5 separate regions of the Mus musculus genome follow, and regions 1, 2, 3 and 4 are each linked to region 5. The links are chromatin contacts, called in public HiChIP or PLAC-seq and promoter capture Hi-C maps. All regions are on one chromosome and are shown on one strand. Each heading gives the region's core, a stretch centred on a gene start, on an enhancer-like site or on the middle of the called end of the contact. The rest is flanking DNA. Distances are from core to core; before and after follow the strand shown. Region 1 holds the start of Ddx27 (DEAD box helicase 27). Region 2 has its middle 10 kb from the start of Gm33033. Region 3 holds the start of Stau1 (staufen double-stranded RNA binding protein 1). Region 4 overlaps Kcnb1 (potassium voltage gated channel, Shab-related subfamily, member 1). Region 5 holds the start of Slc9a8 (solute carrier family 9 (sodium/hydrogen exchanger), member 8).

Region 1 (2,700 bases), core at 162-2,661, 410 kb after region 5:
CATCCTGGACACCAAGGTACTTGCTCCCAAACCTGGATCGATTTAAAATGCCTCATGCCAATGGCAGACATCAGAAAACTGTTGTCCTGTACAGTGGTAGCCCGGAGGGAAGCGGAGGCAGCAGGAGGGTTCCAGAATGAAACCCTCCTGTTGTGGAGAGAAAAAAAGCCAGAGCAGACTGAGACATCTAGACACATGGTTCACAACCTTCCCAACCCAGATGGTGGTGACCCCAAACCATAAAGTTATTTCCGTTGAGACTTCATAACCATAATTCATTACTGTTATAAATCATAATGTAAATATCTGAAATGAGATCCTAGGGTCCCCAGGGTCTGGAGCCACAGGTGGAGAACTACTGAGGGAAGCCTTCCAGGCAGAGAGCAGAAGTGTGAAGAGAAGCTGGGCACACCTTTAATCCCAGCACTCAGGAGGCAGAGGCAGGCAGATCTGAGTTCGAAGTCTACCGAGGTAGGTCCAGGACAGCCAGGGCTATAGAGAGAAAGCCTGGGGGAGTGGGCTGGGTAGAGATGTGAAAGGCTCTGAGCAGAAAAAGAACACAAGTTTCTAAGACATGAAATGGAATGGTATGTCGGTGTTGCCAGGACAAGGAAGGCTGCTGAGGGTCAAATGGCAGAAAAGACAACAGAGCCTGGCCTGACTCTGAAAGCCACAAAAACTTAGCTGCATGGCTGGAACCACTCAGACCACTGAGACCACTCAGCTACTTGGTAAGGAGACCACCAAGCTGGAAACTGAAGTATGTGAGGGGCACAGGTTTGCAGGTGTGCGGGTGGGACTTGCAAAGACCGGAGTGTGGATGGACAGAGGGATAGAAGCCTTGGACAGACGCCTAAACTGACCAGCAGAGCTCCAAACGACCTCCCAGCAACATCCTTAAAGACTGGAGCCTTAGACATCAGCTTTCTCGGAATCGGACTGCAGAGGGCCTGGGCCATCCTTAGTGTCGTGTGAGGCTGGCTGACGCCGGTGTGAGGCACTGAGAGTTTGGGTTTGGGTCTTTTTCTCTCGCCACTCACCCTGGAGCCACTTTCTCAGGGCTACATCCCCACCGCCTAGCATCACTAGAACCCCCTTGGGAGGCTTGATGGATAGGTGGGAGCATGTGTCCCCGACTGGGCAGGAAGCAAGACTGACTTCGCCTGCGAAGTTCGACTCCGCACAGCTTGGTGACACGGCCTGCATGGGGACACCTGAGCACGCTGAGGAGGGCCTGGGGCCCGCAGCTGGTTCCCGGCCGCTCCCGCCCACGGCCCCTTCTCCCGCCGGCTCCTACCTCCTCCTCCTCGTCTCCGGAGTCCGACTCGGGCTCAACCGGCACCTCGTCATTCTCGCCGATGGTCCGGATGAAGCCGAGCTCCGCCAGCATGCTGAAGAAGCAGCCACTTCCGGACGTAGCGAGTGCGGCGCGCCGACACGACCCGCCTTTTCCGCGACCCGCTCGGCGTCGCGCGCATGTGCTTCACGTCACTTCCGCTCGGGGGCGGCACTTTGAGACTTCGCGGGCCTGCGTGGTTTCCAATAATAAAATCAAATGGGTGGGGCGTTGTTTAGATTAGAAAACTACTTTGTTTTGGGAAAGAAATAGAAGTCTGAGAGTGTGTAAAGGTGAGGGAAAAATTAGAAGTATGTGTACATTTGGGAACTTAACAACAAAATGGTAGTCAGGGCTGCCATCTGGCTCAGCATGGCAAAGGCCACACTACTCCTGAGTGCGATCCCGGTACCTACAAGGGGAAAGAAGAGCTCGGAATCCAGAGTTGTCCTCTGATCTTCACACCCTTTTCAAGTGAACACGCCCCTCTGTATACACAATTATAATAATTAACAGGGGGCTGGATTCCTGGAGGGCTGGTTTAGTGGCTAAGAGCACTGGTTGCTCCTGCAGAAGACCCAGGTTTGATTCCTAGCACCCACAAGGTGGCTCACAGCTGTCTGTAACTCCGTATCTGACCTCTGCGGCCACTGGGAACATCTGGTGCACAGACATGTATGCAGGCATGATGCAGGCACATAAAAGTTTAAATAATAGATAATATTTTAAGGATGGTCGAATTGTAAGTTCTATTTTCTTTTCTTTTTTTTTTTTTAAAGATTTATTTATTATTATATGTAAGTACACTGTAGCTGTCTTCAGACCCACCAGAAGAGGGAGTCAGATCTTGTTACGGATGGTTGTGAGCCACCATGTGGTTGATGGGATTTGAACTCTGGACCTTTTGGTCTGTATCCCTTCTTTTCCACTGCCTCTGGTGAGTAGTAGACTACAAGAGAGGTTAAAGCATTTATGAACCATTATTAAAAGTACGGGTATGGGCTGGTGAGATGGCTCAGTGGGTAAGAGCACCCGACTGTTCTTCCGAAGGTCCAGAGTTCAAATCCCAGCAACCACATGGTGGCTCACAACCATCCGTAACAAAATCTGACTCCCTCTTCTGGAGTGTCTGAAGACAGCGACAGTGTACTTATATATAATAAATAAATAAATAAATAAAATCTTAAAAAAAAAAAAAAAAAAACATTAAAAGTACGGGTACTTGGGAGGCAGAGGCAGGCAGATTTCTGAGTTTGAGACCAGTCTGGTATACAAAGTGAGTTCTGGGACAGCCAGGGCTATATAGAGAAATCCTGTCTCAGAAAAAAAAAAAAAAAAAAAAAGCCAGGCATGGTGACACATGC
Region 2 (2,739 bases), core at 26-2,525, 470 kb before region 5:
TCTGCCAGATGTGAAGTGAACCGTGTTGAGGCTTTGGGGGGTGGGATGGGGAGCCGGGTGTAATAATGGCGCTGACTGATGCCTGGCACCTCTAAACATGTGTGTTAACTGTCATCTTCCTCCCATCCCGATGTGACATATGTACTATCACTGCCTGCTCTCCAGATGGGGGAACTGAGGTAGCATGGGATACTACTGGGTCACCCACAGAGCCTGGGCTCTGGCCATCCTGGCCATTCATGCAAACCGGAGCTTGGTCAGGGAGGCTGTGGCTACAGATGATCCTCTGGAAGAGGGACCTGGATCGTTTGGAGCATCCGGGAGGAGGAGCTGACGTGAGTGGGAGGTGGGAGGTGAGGGCAGCAGGCAGAGACCAGCGCTCTGGACTCTGGCTAGGGAGGGGCAGGACTGGGTGGTGGCCTTCAGCGTTTTAGATTTCCTGGGGAGCCAGAGAGTTCAAGCAGGACCTGACATGCCTGGGGAGGCCTTGCAGTGTCCCCTGCTCTGACCTGCTACCTACCTGTCCACCTACACACCAGATCACAAGCACATTTTTGGTGACAGAGCCTCATGAAACCCAGGCCAGCAAGGGTGACTTTAAAGTTCTGACTCTCCGGTTCCAGCTTGCGGAGTGCTGAGATCCACACAGCACCACTGTGCTTGGTTTATGCCACACCAGGGATGGAATCAGCCTTGCATGTTGAGCAAGCTGACCATTCGCACTACCAACGGAGCCCTTCCCCAGTCCAGCATCCTTCTCTCTCAGCCCTCTGGATGGGTTTAGTCCCCTGTTCTAGCCCAGATCACTGTCTAGCAGGCAAACACCACAAAGAGTTGACCATGGATGTATATCCGCACGGTTGAAATAGTGACATTCGGCCTACCACGCCATGTGGGTACTCGTGGAATCAGCTTCTTTGCCAGAAGGGTGCAAATCTCTTTGGGCTATGCCTTCAGACCTGTGGGACGTTGCTCTAACTTGCCCAGAGGGTCTGGTTTAGCTCGGGAAGCTGCAAAGATGGCCACATGTTTGATCTAGCTGCCCTAGGAGGTAGTGAGAAACTGGGGGCCCACGGCTGGGGTGTGGCCACCACCAACTTCTTTTCCTCCTAAGGCAGACCGTGACCCACCACCAAGGACACACAGCCCACTGCCCACAGTTACTAGGTACTTCGTCTCCAAGCCCCGCCTCTCCTGCCCCCTGTGCTCCCTGCCTTCCCTCTCTCTCAGCCCCTCAGCCTCAGCCAAGCTCGTATCTTATCAGCAAGCACTTCAGAGTTCAGGCCAAGAAGCCAAAGTCAATTTGAAAAAAAAAAGTCTGTAAAAGCCCAAACACAGCCAGCAGAAGGCGGGGCTCGGAAAGGGGAGGAGCTTAGGGAAGGGCGATCTTATCTCGGGTAGACTCTGAATCTACAGCTGACCTAAGTGGCTCTGAGCCATCGTAGGGGACAGATACATAAACAGCACAGGTCCCACTCCCCAAGCAAAGGACGGTTAATAATAGGAAAAGTCTCCAGGACAGACTCGGGTGGCAAGGCAGCAATCTTGTCATCGGACCCTTGGTAAACGGGACTGAGCGGGACACATCCCCTGCAGCCTGCATAGAGATGTGTGGAAGCACCTAGAGCTATCTGGGGGGCCGGAGTCAGAAGGACACAAACTCCCGTCCCTTGAGCCTTTTGAGCAACTGCACCAATGAGATCGTATAGGAAGAGGTGATAGGAACCTGGGGGAGGTTGCAGGTAACCGACCAATAGAGCAAAAGATGGGCGGGGTTTCGGTCGCAAAGGTCCAGAGCTCTGGGTCTTCAAGGTCTGTCTACCTCAAGTGGAATCCTAGACCTGGCCCCCCACCTCCCCCTCTGCTTCTGGGGAAATGTGCTGTATGCAAGCAATTCTTTCTGAGTTCCCTCGTGCTTTATAATCTCCCTGTTTTAAAACGTGGTTTCTGTATGCTCACTTGTGTGTCTAGTGTGGGCCAGAGAACAGCCTCAGCTGCCAGTCCTTAGATACCTTCCACCCTTTTCGTTTAGTTATTTATTTTTAGATTTTTTTTTTTTTTCAGACAAGGTCTCACAATGTAGCCCTGGTTGGCCTGGAGCTTGCTTTACAGATCAGGCTGGCCTCAGATTCACAGAGATCCACCTGGCTAAAGGCATTTATCACCACGTCAGCTGATTTTTTCCCCCACTTTGAATCTTTGTGAATGCATAGCACACATATGCAGAGTCTAAGGAGGCTGGAAGAGGACGCTGGATCTCCTGGGGCTGGAGTCACAGCTGGTTATGAGCCATGTATGTGCTGGGAGCTGAACCTGGCTGCTCTTAGACATCAAGCCACCTCTCCAGTCCTGACCTTGTTGTTTGTGTGTGTGGTGGGGTCTCTCCCTGCCTGGAGCTACTGAGTAGGCTAGGCTGTCTGCCCAGTGAGCCTCAGGGGTTCACAGGTCTGTCTCCGCCTCCCCAGCCCTGGGGTCACACACTTCTGGAACCCACACTTAGCTTTTATGTTGTATGTGGCCTCTGGGAATTGAACTCTGGTCTTCTTACCCAACAAGCCATCCCCCCAGACCCCGTCTCTTGGAAACTTCTGAGGGTTCTATGAAGCGAGGAACCAAACAGAGACAGGGCAGGAAACTGAGGCTCAAGAGGAGAAGTGACCAACTGGCCCAAGGTCCCATACTCAGCAGTGACTGAGCCAGGCTCTGAAACAAGGTTCTTGGTGCTGCTTCCTGTTCTTG
Region 3 (2,711 bases), core at 153-2,652, 430 kb after region 5:
TGGGCATCTTCACTGCCCTAACTGCCTATGTGTTGCTTACTTAGCGGAGTTGGCTGGGAACTGGAAGGAACGGCTGGTTCTGGAACTCAGTGTCACTGGGTTTTACAAAAAGCAAACTAAGAAGACTTAATTCAGATAAAGGCGCCCCCCAGTGTCTCTGCAAGTCAGAGGAGGGTCTTTTTAGCTACAGCAGACGTCATCATGAATTCATGCAAAGTCAGCCACAGTGCCTTGGCAAGGAGACTGGGCTGTTAGGCATGCTATTTTTATTTATTTATTTGTTTGTTTGTTTGTGTTTCCAGACACCACCAACTGGCTAGGTTTTTTTTTTTTTCCCCTTTTGGGGTAGGGATGGAACCCGGAGTCTTGGGTATCTAGCTATGATGTTTACCTAGGTGCATCAACCACAGGCACCACTTAAAATAAGCCCAGAGGGGGGCTACAGAGATGGCTCAGCGGTTAAGAGCACTGACTGCTCTTCTAAAGGTCCTGAGTTCAATTCCCAGCAACCACATGGTGGCTCACAACCATCCATAATGAGATCTGATGCCCTCTTCACAATGTACTTACAAATAATAATAAATAAATCTTAAAAAAAAAAAAAGCCCAGAGGATGCCAGCGACTCAGCTCCCACAACCTCCGGTAAGGACCCCATCTAATTCTAAAGACCTGTCTCCCCCGCTACATAAAAGGGTTGCTACATAAAAGGGTTGCTATAGGGCTGGAGAGATAGGTGGCTAACAGTTAAGAACACTTGAAGAGGATCTACCTCACAACTGCCTGAAACTCCTACACCAGGCAGGCAACGCCAGCACTGGACTCCGTGGATGCCTGAACTCAAAACACCAAGGCAAGAAAACCCAAGCTATAAGACTAGTGAAGATGGAGCTGAGCGGTAGAAGTTTGCTTCAATCCCCAGGACTACACTAAACAAGCCCACACCAGCCTCTTGTCCACAGAACCACACTCAGTTTAGAGCTGCGGGAAAGGAACCAGACAGCACTTGTGCTTGTCTGTTTTCGGCTCAGACTTCATTTACTCTGACTTCCCCAGTAAACTCCATAAGGGCAGGGACTTGTGCATTCTCACTGTATTCTCAGCTTTCGGTCTTGCACGCAGCAGCAGGTTAACAAAAGTTAGCGTAGGGAAAAAGGGGTGACTGTAGGAAGGGAACAGAAAGCCTAGAAAAGAAAGGAAGCGAGGCCTGTATTCCCTGCCGAGACCGAGCTCCTGGGAAACTACAACTCCCAACATGCCTCGGACCCAGCGCAGCCGTGCCCGGCCCTTGTGGGCCTTGCGTGCCTAGAGAGCGCATGCGGGACGCGGCGCCCGCTGGGACTTGTGGTTCCTGCCGCGGTGTGTAGGGGGTGGGGCCGGCATGGAGGCGGGCGGGGGCCGGGGGCGGGCGCGGCCCCTCCCCCGTCACTTCCTGCCAGGCTGCGGGCCCCGAGCCGCTCTTCAGCGTTTGCGCTGGCTGTCGTCGCGTCTGTGTGCGCTCCCCCTTCTTCTGAGCCCCGGCCTGGCGGCGCCCGCCTTCGCCTCCGCCACTCCGCCTCTTCCCTCCTCTGGTCGGTCCCTTTTTCCTCGCCGTCTTCACTTGCTTCTTCACCTCCTCGCCGCCGCCCAAGACCGCCGGCCCCGGGACGAGCTCTGGGGAAGCAGCCAGGTAAGGCGGCCGGTCCGGGCCGGGTCGGAGCGGGTCGCGGAAGGACCCACGCAGGCACGGCGTCAGCGGGAGGTGGGCGGCGGGTGGGCTAGGCCTTGCGGGCGCGCGAGCCGCGGCCCAGGCCCGTCTCCGCCTGCGGGGCCTTCCCGGAGGAGGCGGGCCCTCCGCGCCGCTCGTGGGCCCTGTGCCGGAGTTAACGCGGGGGGCGCGGGCGGGCAGGGGCAGCGTCGGTCCGGAGGCCCCCCGGGTTTCGGTGCTATGCACAGTGTCGCGGCCAGTGCCGAGCCGCGGGATGAGGTGCCAATTCCCGGCTCGGCCCCCTTCGTCAGTCACTTCGTATTCTTTGTGTCTCTGTTATGAGGGGGAGAAGGAGGGGGAATAGTATTAATCCTGTCCCAACCCGGTCCCTGCCTCTTCAGGCTGTGAAGTTGTGCAGTGAAATGGGGCGTGTAAAGTGCTTATCAGTGTGCCAGACCCACGTCGTGTCCCAATAAGCCGTTTGCATAATTTATTAAGATGATATGAAGGTATAATTTAGGGTGCAGACGGAACATAAGTTGACCTTCCTTTCCACTAGGGTTTTCTCCGAGGCAGAAGAATCCCGCGTGCCCACTGGCAGTGCCTGAGCATTGTGCTCGCTTGGCACCAGAGAGGGGCGGGCGCTTAATGGGGACACTGTAGCAGACAGGGTATGGATGTAAAGCCATCATCATGTCTGTGAAACCAGCTGTAGGGACTTCACCGGCTCCCCTAGGCTCCGCACCCTGTCCCATGTCTCCCTGCCACCATCCAGAACCTTATTGCCATTCCTTTTTATGAGAAAGTTGCTGGCATAAGCTTCTCTTGGGTTTAGCAGACCTTTTTGGAGCCTTCTTGTGTGTCAGGCTCTGGAGGTGGAGTATGCAAAGATTCGAAAACCGTGGTTTCCTGGTTCGCATCTGTAGCTCTTAACTTTCTTTAGCTGAGGCCCTCCCTAGTTATCAGTTTCTCTTAAGCTCTGGCCTCACCTCCCTACTTATGGGCGAAGCTTTTATTTTGTTCCGT
Region 4 (2,846 bases), core at 158-2,657, 300 kb after region 5:
AAGTCTATCTGGTGCTTCCCAAGTCACCAGGAATCTCAGCTTCTGCTCGCTCCTGCCTGTGGCATCCTCTGCTATCATGGAACATCCTTATGGATTCTCAGAACACTTAGTTGGAATCTTAAACCCAACCCCAAGTGACAGCCAGACCTGGGAGGATGACTTGGTTGCTAGCTGGTGGCTGATTGATGGGTTGTTCACAGGGCCTCTGTCAGGGCCCCTTCCTCATGCTCACACATCCTTGGCTAATTAGTCCTGGGTGCTCAACAGACCTCGAAAGCACCAGGCAAAGGGTCCAGGGAAGCAGCAGCCCTGACGCTACCCACGGTGGATGTCTCGGCAGCTCTGAGTGCACTAGCCAGCTTGGGGACAATGCTGCTCCCAGGTGTGTGTGGTGACCGCAGCTGAGAGGACAGAGAGCCTTAGAAATGGTCTACAGAAGTTGCAGGTGACAAGGGCCTTTCTCGGGGGCACTGTGTCAGAGCGCAGGGACCTTCTGAGAATTCATTTTCTCTGTTCAGAAGAAGCCACTAAGATCCTTTCCCCTCCTCCCTCCCTCCGCCTTATACCCTCTGCCCTGTGTGAACTGCTCGCTCTCCTGCCCTGGCGAGGGAGATGGCACAGACAAAGAAGCTAGTTATTGCTGACCTTGAAGTGGGGCGTGGTGATGTGCCCCTGGGATGCCAGCACCTGGGCAGCTTAAGGAGAAGGATGAGAAGTGCAGGGATAGCCTAGGTTACATAATGAGTTCAGGGATAGCCTGGGCTAAGCGGCAAGACGCTGTCTCAAAAAGAAGAAAAAATGAAGTAAATGAAATTGTTGGCTTTTGACAATGTCTAGCTCCTGTGTCCTGTGGATCTTACTTTCAAAACGTAGGGACAGATTCCTTGTGGGGACTGGAGAGATGGCTTAGTGGTTAAGAGCACTGACTGCTCTTCCAGAGGATCTGGGTTTGGCGCCCAACACTCAGATCAGTCAGCTTACAACCACCTGTGACCCCAGGTCCTAGGGATCTGGCAAAGCCTTTTTCTGGCCTCACAGGTCACGGGCACGCATACACGCACAGGCACACACAGAGAGAGAGGGAAAGAGAGAGAGATGTACTGTTTATTTATGGTGGCAAACCAATGACAAAGTAGCCTACATATGGTTTCTAATCTTCTCTGCCAGGGATAGATGGAAGCAGGCTCAGAAAGGGTCCTGACTTACCCAAGGCCACAGAGCAGTGAGGGGCGGGGCTGGGGCTTGGCACCCTGCCACAAACTCATTTTTTCTGCCTTGGGGCAGAAATAGCTGTCTGTGCCACTTTCTGCAAAGCCGTTTCCAAAAGAGGCCTCTGGGAAGCAGTTGACACCGGCGGCGTGTTGGGAACTCCAGAGCTTATTTGAAGCTGGGGTGTGGAGCTTAGCAACCGCCAGCCGCCCCAGCTGCCCAGCACTGATGACAGGCCTGTCTGCCTCCTGCGTTACAGACCAGTGCTGGAGGGAGCCTGTATTTAACCATGCTTTCCAAGATCCGCAGTGGAGGCAGGAGACTGCTCTCCGCGCTCACCAGGCTGGGGGTTACAGAAGAGGGGCCTGCTGCTCTCAGGGAGACTGAGGGACTCACCCTGGGCACAAGATCACTGTTCATCTACCACTTTTCTCAGATTCTGTTTTTTAATTAGAGTATTTTATTCATTACAGATTGTTTTAATGGCATGTCCGTGCGTGCATCTGTAATGTGTGTGTATAGATTGAAAGGCATCTCACGAGCTAGGTGAGCCTTGTACTACTGATCCAAACATCTTGTATTTTGTATTAAATCTTGTGGAGATAGGATCTCATGTAACACAGACTACCCTGGAATCTGCTATGTATCCAAGGCTGGTCTTCTTGCCACCATCCCACCAAGTGCTGGGATGGCAGGCATAGGCTGCTTCAAACTGAGGGCAGGCCTCCCTGCATGCTAGCCCAGCACTCTAGCAACTGGGAAATTTACCTAGAACCTTTAAAAACTATATACCAAGCACCATGGAACATGCCTGAAATTCCAACACCCGGTAGACTAAACCAGGAGATTTGAAAGATTTAGTTCAACCTGAGCTACCAAGACCTTATCTACAAAACAAAGAAATCCCCTTTGAAATATTTTCTGCATGCCCTGTCTGGGAATGATTTGATGTAAGGCGTTTTGAATTTGCATGATAGTTGATGGTGGGTGACCATGCCCACTTTGGTGGGCACTCTACTGAGAACTTTGAATCTTGGAGGGTTGGTTGGTTGGTTGGTTGGTTGTTTTTTTTCTTGAAGCTTCTGAGATGTGGTGTGGCCTGACAGTCCAGCGATTCATGCTGGACTGCCTTGGATGTCGAAGCCTGCGATCCCAGCTGTTCAGAAGCTGGAGACAGGAGGATAACGGTTAAAGGCCAGCCTGAGCAATTTAGTGAGAACATTTTTTTTAACCCTTGTTTTAGGGATCAGAGATAAATGTCAGTTGTGGAGTGCTTGTCTGGTGTGCGAAAGGCTCTGGGGTTGTTGAACGCAAGGAGGGGCGAGGGCTGAGCAAAAAGTAGAGAAATCCCTGGCAGGATGCCCAAGATCACCACAGTGCGTTGGGAAGCCACTGGACTCCACTGGGAAGTTTGATAGTTGTATAGAGGGGGGATTTATTTGGTTGGGTTTTGATTCTGTTTGTTGTTTAGTTTTCAAGACAGGCTTTCTCTGTGTAGCCCTGGCTGTCTTGGAACTCACTCCATAGACCAGGCTGTCTTTGAACTCAGAGATCCTCCTGCCTCTGTCCCCCACCCCCAAGTGCCAAGATTAAAGGCTTGTGCCGCCACCACCAGTCCTTTGTCAATGGGGTTGTGA
Region 5 (2,731 bases), core at 88-2,587:
GCTACATGAACCTGTCTCAAAAAGAAAAACACAAACAGACTTCTAGGGTGGAACTGGAGTCTCCCTACACCCCAGTTTCAGTATTATTTACTTTCCTAGTCTACAATCTCCTTGAATTTTGGGTGCAGTGTGTGTGTTTGACTAAACTAGGGATTGACCTCAGGAATGGTGGGCAAGATTCCAGCCTTTAACTGACCAAGTCAGCTGAATCTGCCCCGTTTTTCTCCCTAGAATGCCCTAACCTACCCTACCAAACCCTTCTGGAATCTCAAATGGCTCAAGTTTCCTGCTCTGGAACATCCCACTCTATGCAAGGCTTCCGCCTGTGCTCTTAAGGTTAGGTCTGTAAACTAATGTAGTAGTGATGGAATTGTGACCACTGAGCACTGCCTCATTCCAGGACCCCATAAACTGATCAAGCTTCAAGCCCACATCTCAAAGCATTTGGCTCTGTATTACCTCTTTTATCTTGTCCTGCTGAGACTATGTGAATGTCTGGGACAGTACAGCTACACAACAAGATCTAATGACTTTCGCTCCTCAGTGGCCGAAGAGCTACCTGAAATGCTCTTAGTTAAAGTTCGGTATCAATTAAGGGGTTCCTTGTTAATTTTCTGGGGCTCATTTCAAAGAGAGAATTTGTAACACACAACAGTGTCCTGCCAAGCATGAAGATGGACTCGGGCCTTTTTAACACGTCATCTTCCCCATCTCTCCTCTAAGATTTCAAGCTGCGGGTCACGAGACGTCTTTCTCCCACCTAGGGTGGGCTCCTCTTCCCTCATGCTACCCAATTTCCATCCAAGCATCTGGCAAGGTCCAAAAACACCCAGTCCACACAAAAGTCTCCCACTAAAGCCTCGTGGCGGCTCCCTGCGGGCGGCTCCTGACGCCCAGGGCCGAGAAAAACGGTCAACTAGCAGTCAATGAATCAAAGAAACCTGCTGGGGGCAGACAAGAACAATGAAGGTTGCTGATGGTTACGGGGGATGCCAGGGGCTGCTCGTGGCAACGGGAGAACTTCCTGGATCAGGAGGAGGAGAGCCAGGGAACCCTGAGATAACCGGAAACCGGGAGCAGGAAGGACGTTCGCGGCTTCCGCCAGGCCTGCGCGTGGTCAGCAATGTCGGACCTCCGGGAGGCCTCAGGGCCCATGTTCTCATCCCGCCCCCCGCCAACCCTGGCTAGGTGGGCCCGCGCCACTCCACCCGGGCGCTCCAGGCCCGCTGTCGCCCGCCGGCCCGGCCCTGCCGCCTCCGCTACCCGAAGCCGCGCACTCACTCCTCCTCCGCCATCTTCTCCCCTATCCTGCGAGCTTCCGAGACTACAGAGTTCGGCGCCGCAGGGCTAGCGGGGCCGGCGGCTGCTTCCGGTTTCCGCTGCGGGCAGGGGCGGGGCTTGGCCTCCCAGGGCGACCCTCTGCGCTGTCCTCTCTGTGGCCTGGGAGTGGGACGACCTCTGGGGCTTTCTGTGGGCTTTTTCCGGCCAGGCTGTGTGACGATCTGGCCTTGGGACATCCGGACTTTTTTTTTTTTTTTTTTTTCCGGTCCCCGGGCGGGAAAGATTTGGAGGAAACTTTTGAGATCTGGGTGACTCAGCTGTGAGCCAAGCCGTCCGCCCCGCGTGAGAATCCCAGGGCTCAGAATGGGGGAAAGTGGTTTCTCTGGGCGTCCGGGCCGGCTGTGCGGAGCGGAGGGAGTCCGCAGGCGCGTTCCGAGGCGGCCTCAGTTTCCCCTGCTGTGGGGAGAGTAGACAGAGGGTCTTTGAAACGCTAGACAGTGTACTTACTCCGATTATAAAAGTTGAGAGCTAGCAAGGCAGAGGTTGGACATTCCCCATTGGTTTATTGGTTGGTGTGGTAGATGTGAAAATGAGATCCAGGACAACTTGAGGGGTTTCATTCTCGCCTTCCTCCGTGTTGGTCCTCGGCATTGAACTCTGGTAATACGGGTTGGCGGCACCGCCTTTACTCATTGAACTATCCCAACAAATTTTTCTTAACCTTTGTGTGTGCGGGGGTGGGTGGGGTACATTAGGAGGTCCCAGGTTATCAGATGTCTTCCTTACTCACGCTCCACCTTAGTTATGAGACAGTGAACCTGAAACTAGGGACGCGACATAGTGGCTAGCCAACAACTCCCAGGGATCCTCCTTCTCAGTCTCCCTGTCCCTATGGTTACAGATGCCAACAGCTATCCCTGGCTTCTGTGTGGATGTTGGGAATACCAACTGAGGTCCTCGTGCTTGCGTAGCAAGCGCATTGCCCACTGGGCTTTCAACACCGAAGATAACTTGAACTGTCTAGTCTGTATTGCTTAAAACTGGCCTGGTACTGCTGAGGTCTTTATGGGACCTTCTGGGTGTTCTCCTTCAGGGCCCCTTCCACCCTAGGTAGTTCCCCCCCCCCCCCCCACTTAATAACGCTTAACAGATATGTCACTTTCCCAAAGAACGATCCTTCTGTCTCATCCTCTTGAGCAGTTGGGACTGGAGGGTGAGAGACACCCCTCCCCACCCCCATTCAGGCATCTGTCTACTTCTGTACAGGGGTGGAACCTAGGGCAACACATATGGCAGGCAGGTGGTCTTCCATTCAGCTAACATGCCCAAGTTCTCTGTAGAGACCTACTGTATGCTGAGATGTACCTTGTGGGGTTCAGACTATACAAAGGAACTAGGAAAGCCAGGTATAAGGCAAGATAAAATTAAACGAACAAGGGAAGCCTCACAC

What was found. Promoter capture Hi-C pulls out the DNA fragments that hold promoters and counts their contacts. HiChIP or PLAC-seq counts read pairs in DNA pulled down with a chosen protein or histone mark. Capture Hi-C pulls out chosen DNA fragments and counts their contacts.
Region 1: a promoter capture Hi-C map of embryonic stem cells shows a contact between it and region 5, with 2.1 times the contacts expected there. The contact joins the promoter of Ddx27 here to the promoter of Slc9a8 in region 5. A contact is called at or near these places in 8 of 39 promoter capture datasets (the C10 cell line, the HPC-7 cell line, cranial neural crest and 4 more), 1 of 15 datasets of contacts at CTCF or cohesin (large pre-B cells), 1 of 484 Hi-C or Micro-C datasets (embryonic stem cells), 9 of 115 datasets of contacts at active chromatin or transcription factors (astrocytes, embryonic stem cells, epiblast stem cells and 4 more) and 4 of 9 other capture datasets (adipose tissue, embryonic stem cells, macrophages and 1 more).
Region 2: a contact with region 5 is called in an H3K4me3 HiChIP or PLAC-seq map of bone marrow-derived macrophages, with 6 times the contacts expected there. The contact joins the enhancer-like site here to the promoter of Slc9a8 in region 5. A contact is called at or near these places in 1 of 39 promoter capture datasets (hippocampal neurons), 4 of 484 Hi-C or Micro-C datasets (CD4 T cells, the G1E-ER4 cell line, the N1E-115 cell line and 1 more) and 2 of 115 datasets of contacts at active chromatin or transcription factors (bone marrow-derived macrophages and pancreatic cancer cells).
Region 3: a promoter capture Hi-C map of pancreatic islet shows a contact between it and region 5. The contact joins the promoter of Stau1 here to the promoter of Slc9a8 in region 5. A contact is called at or near these places in 5 of 39 promoter capture datasets (the C10 cell line, the HPC-7 cell line, hippocampal neurons and 2 more), 6 of 115 datasets of contacts at active chromatin or transcription factors (cardiomyocytes, embryonic stem cells, large pre-B cells and 2 more) and 2 of 9 other capture datasets (embryonic stem cells and pancreatic islet).
Region 4: a contact with region 5 is called in a promoter capture Hi-C map of hippocampal neurons, with 2.8 times the contacts expected there. The contact joins the enhancer-like site here to the promoter of Slc9a8 in region 5. A contact is called at or near these places in 3 of 39 promoter capture datasets (cranial neural crest, hippocampal neurons and liver), 3 of 484 Hi-C or Micro-C datasets (cardiomyocytes, cerebellum and nephron progenitors), 15 of 115 datasets of contacts at active chromatin or transcription factors (the NIH/3T3 cell line, astrocytes, craniofacial prominence and 11 more) and 1 of 9 other capture datasets (liver).

What each region holds. Positions count from the first base shown.
Region 1 is chr2:167,014,024-167,016,723 of GRCm38.p6, reverse strand. It overlaps Ddx27 (DEAD box helicase 27), which reads right to left and starts at 1,411. Exons shown (of 21, transcript NM_153065.3): 1 at 1,298-1,411. The coding sequence starts at 1,390.
Region 2 is chr2:167,886,702-167,889,440 of GRCm38.p6, reverse strand. No RefSeq gene overlaps it. Among named protein-coding and RNA genes, the nearest start is that of Gm33033, 10 kb to the right of the region's middle. Within about 2 kb of position 1,275, at least 62 of the 459 cell types and tissues checked have an H3K27ac peak or open chromatin away from gene starts, as enhancers often do. A contact at or near this core is called in the G1E-ER4 cell line and bone marrow-derived macrophages, where this site is marked.
Region 3 is chr2:166,994,990-166,997,700 of GRCm38.p6, reverse strand. Stau1 (staufen double-stranded RNA binding protein 1) reads left to right here and starts at 1,402. Exons shown (of 12, transcript NM_001109906.2): 1 at 1,402-1,667.
Region 4 is chr2:167,122,647-167,125,492 of GRCm38.p6, reverse strand. All of the region lies in intron 1 of Kcnb1 (potassium voltage gated channel, Shab-related subfamily, member 1), which reads left to right. Among named protein-coding and RNA genes, the nearest start is that of Gm52568, 5.4 kb to the left of the region's middle. Within about 2 kb of position 1,407, at least 40 of the 459 cell types and tissues checked have an H3K27ac peak or open chromatin away from gene starts, as enhancers often do. A contact at or near this core is called in forebrain and hippocampal neurons, where this site is marked.
Region 5 is chr2:167,420,316-167,423,046 of GRCm38.p6, reverse strand. It overlaps Slc9a8 (solute carrier family 9 (sodium/hydrogen exchanger), member 8), which reads right to left and starts at 1,337. Exons shown (of 17, transcript NM_148929.3): 1 at 1,282-1,337. The coding sequence starts at 1,295.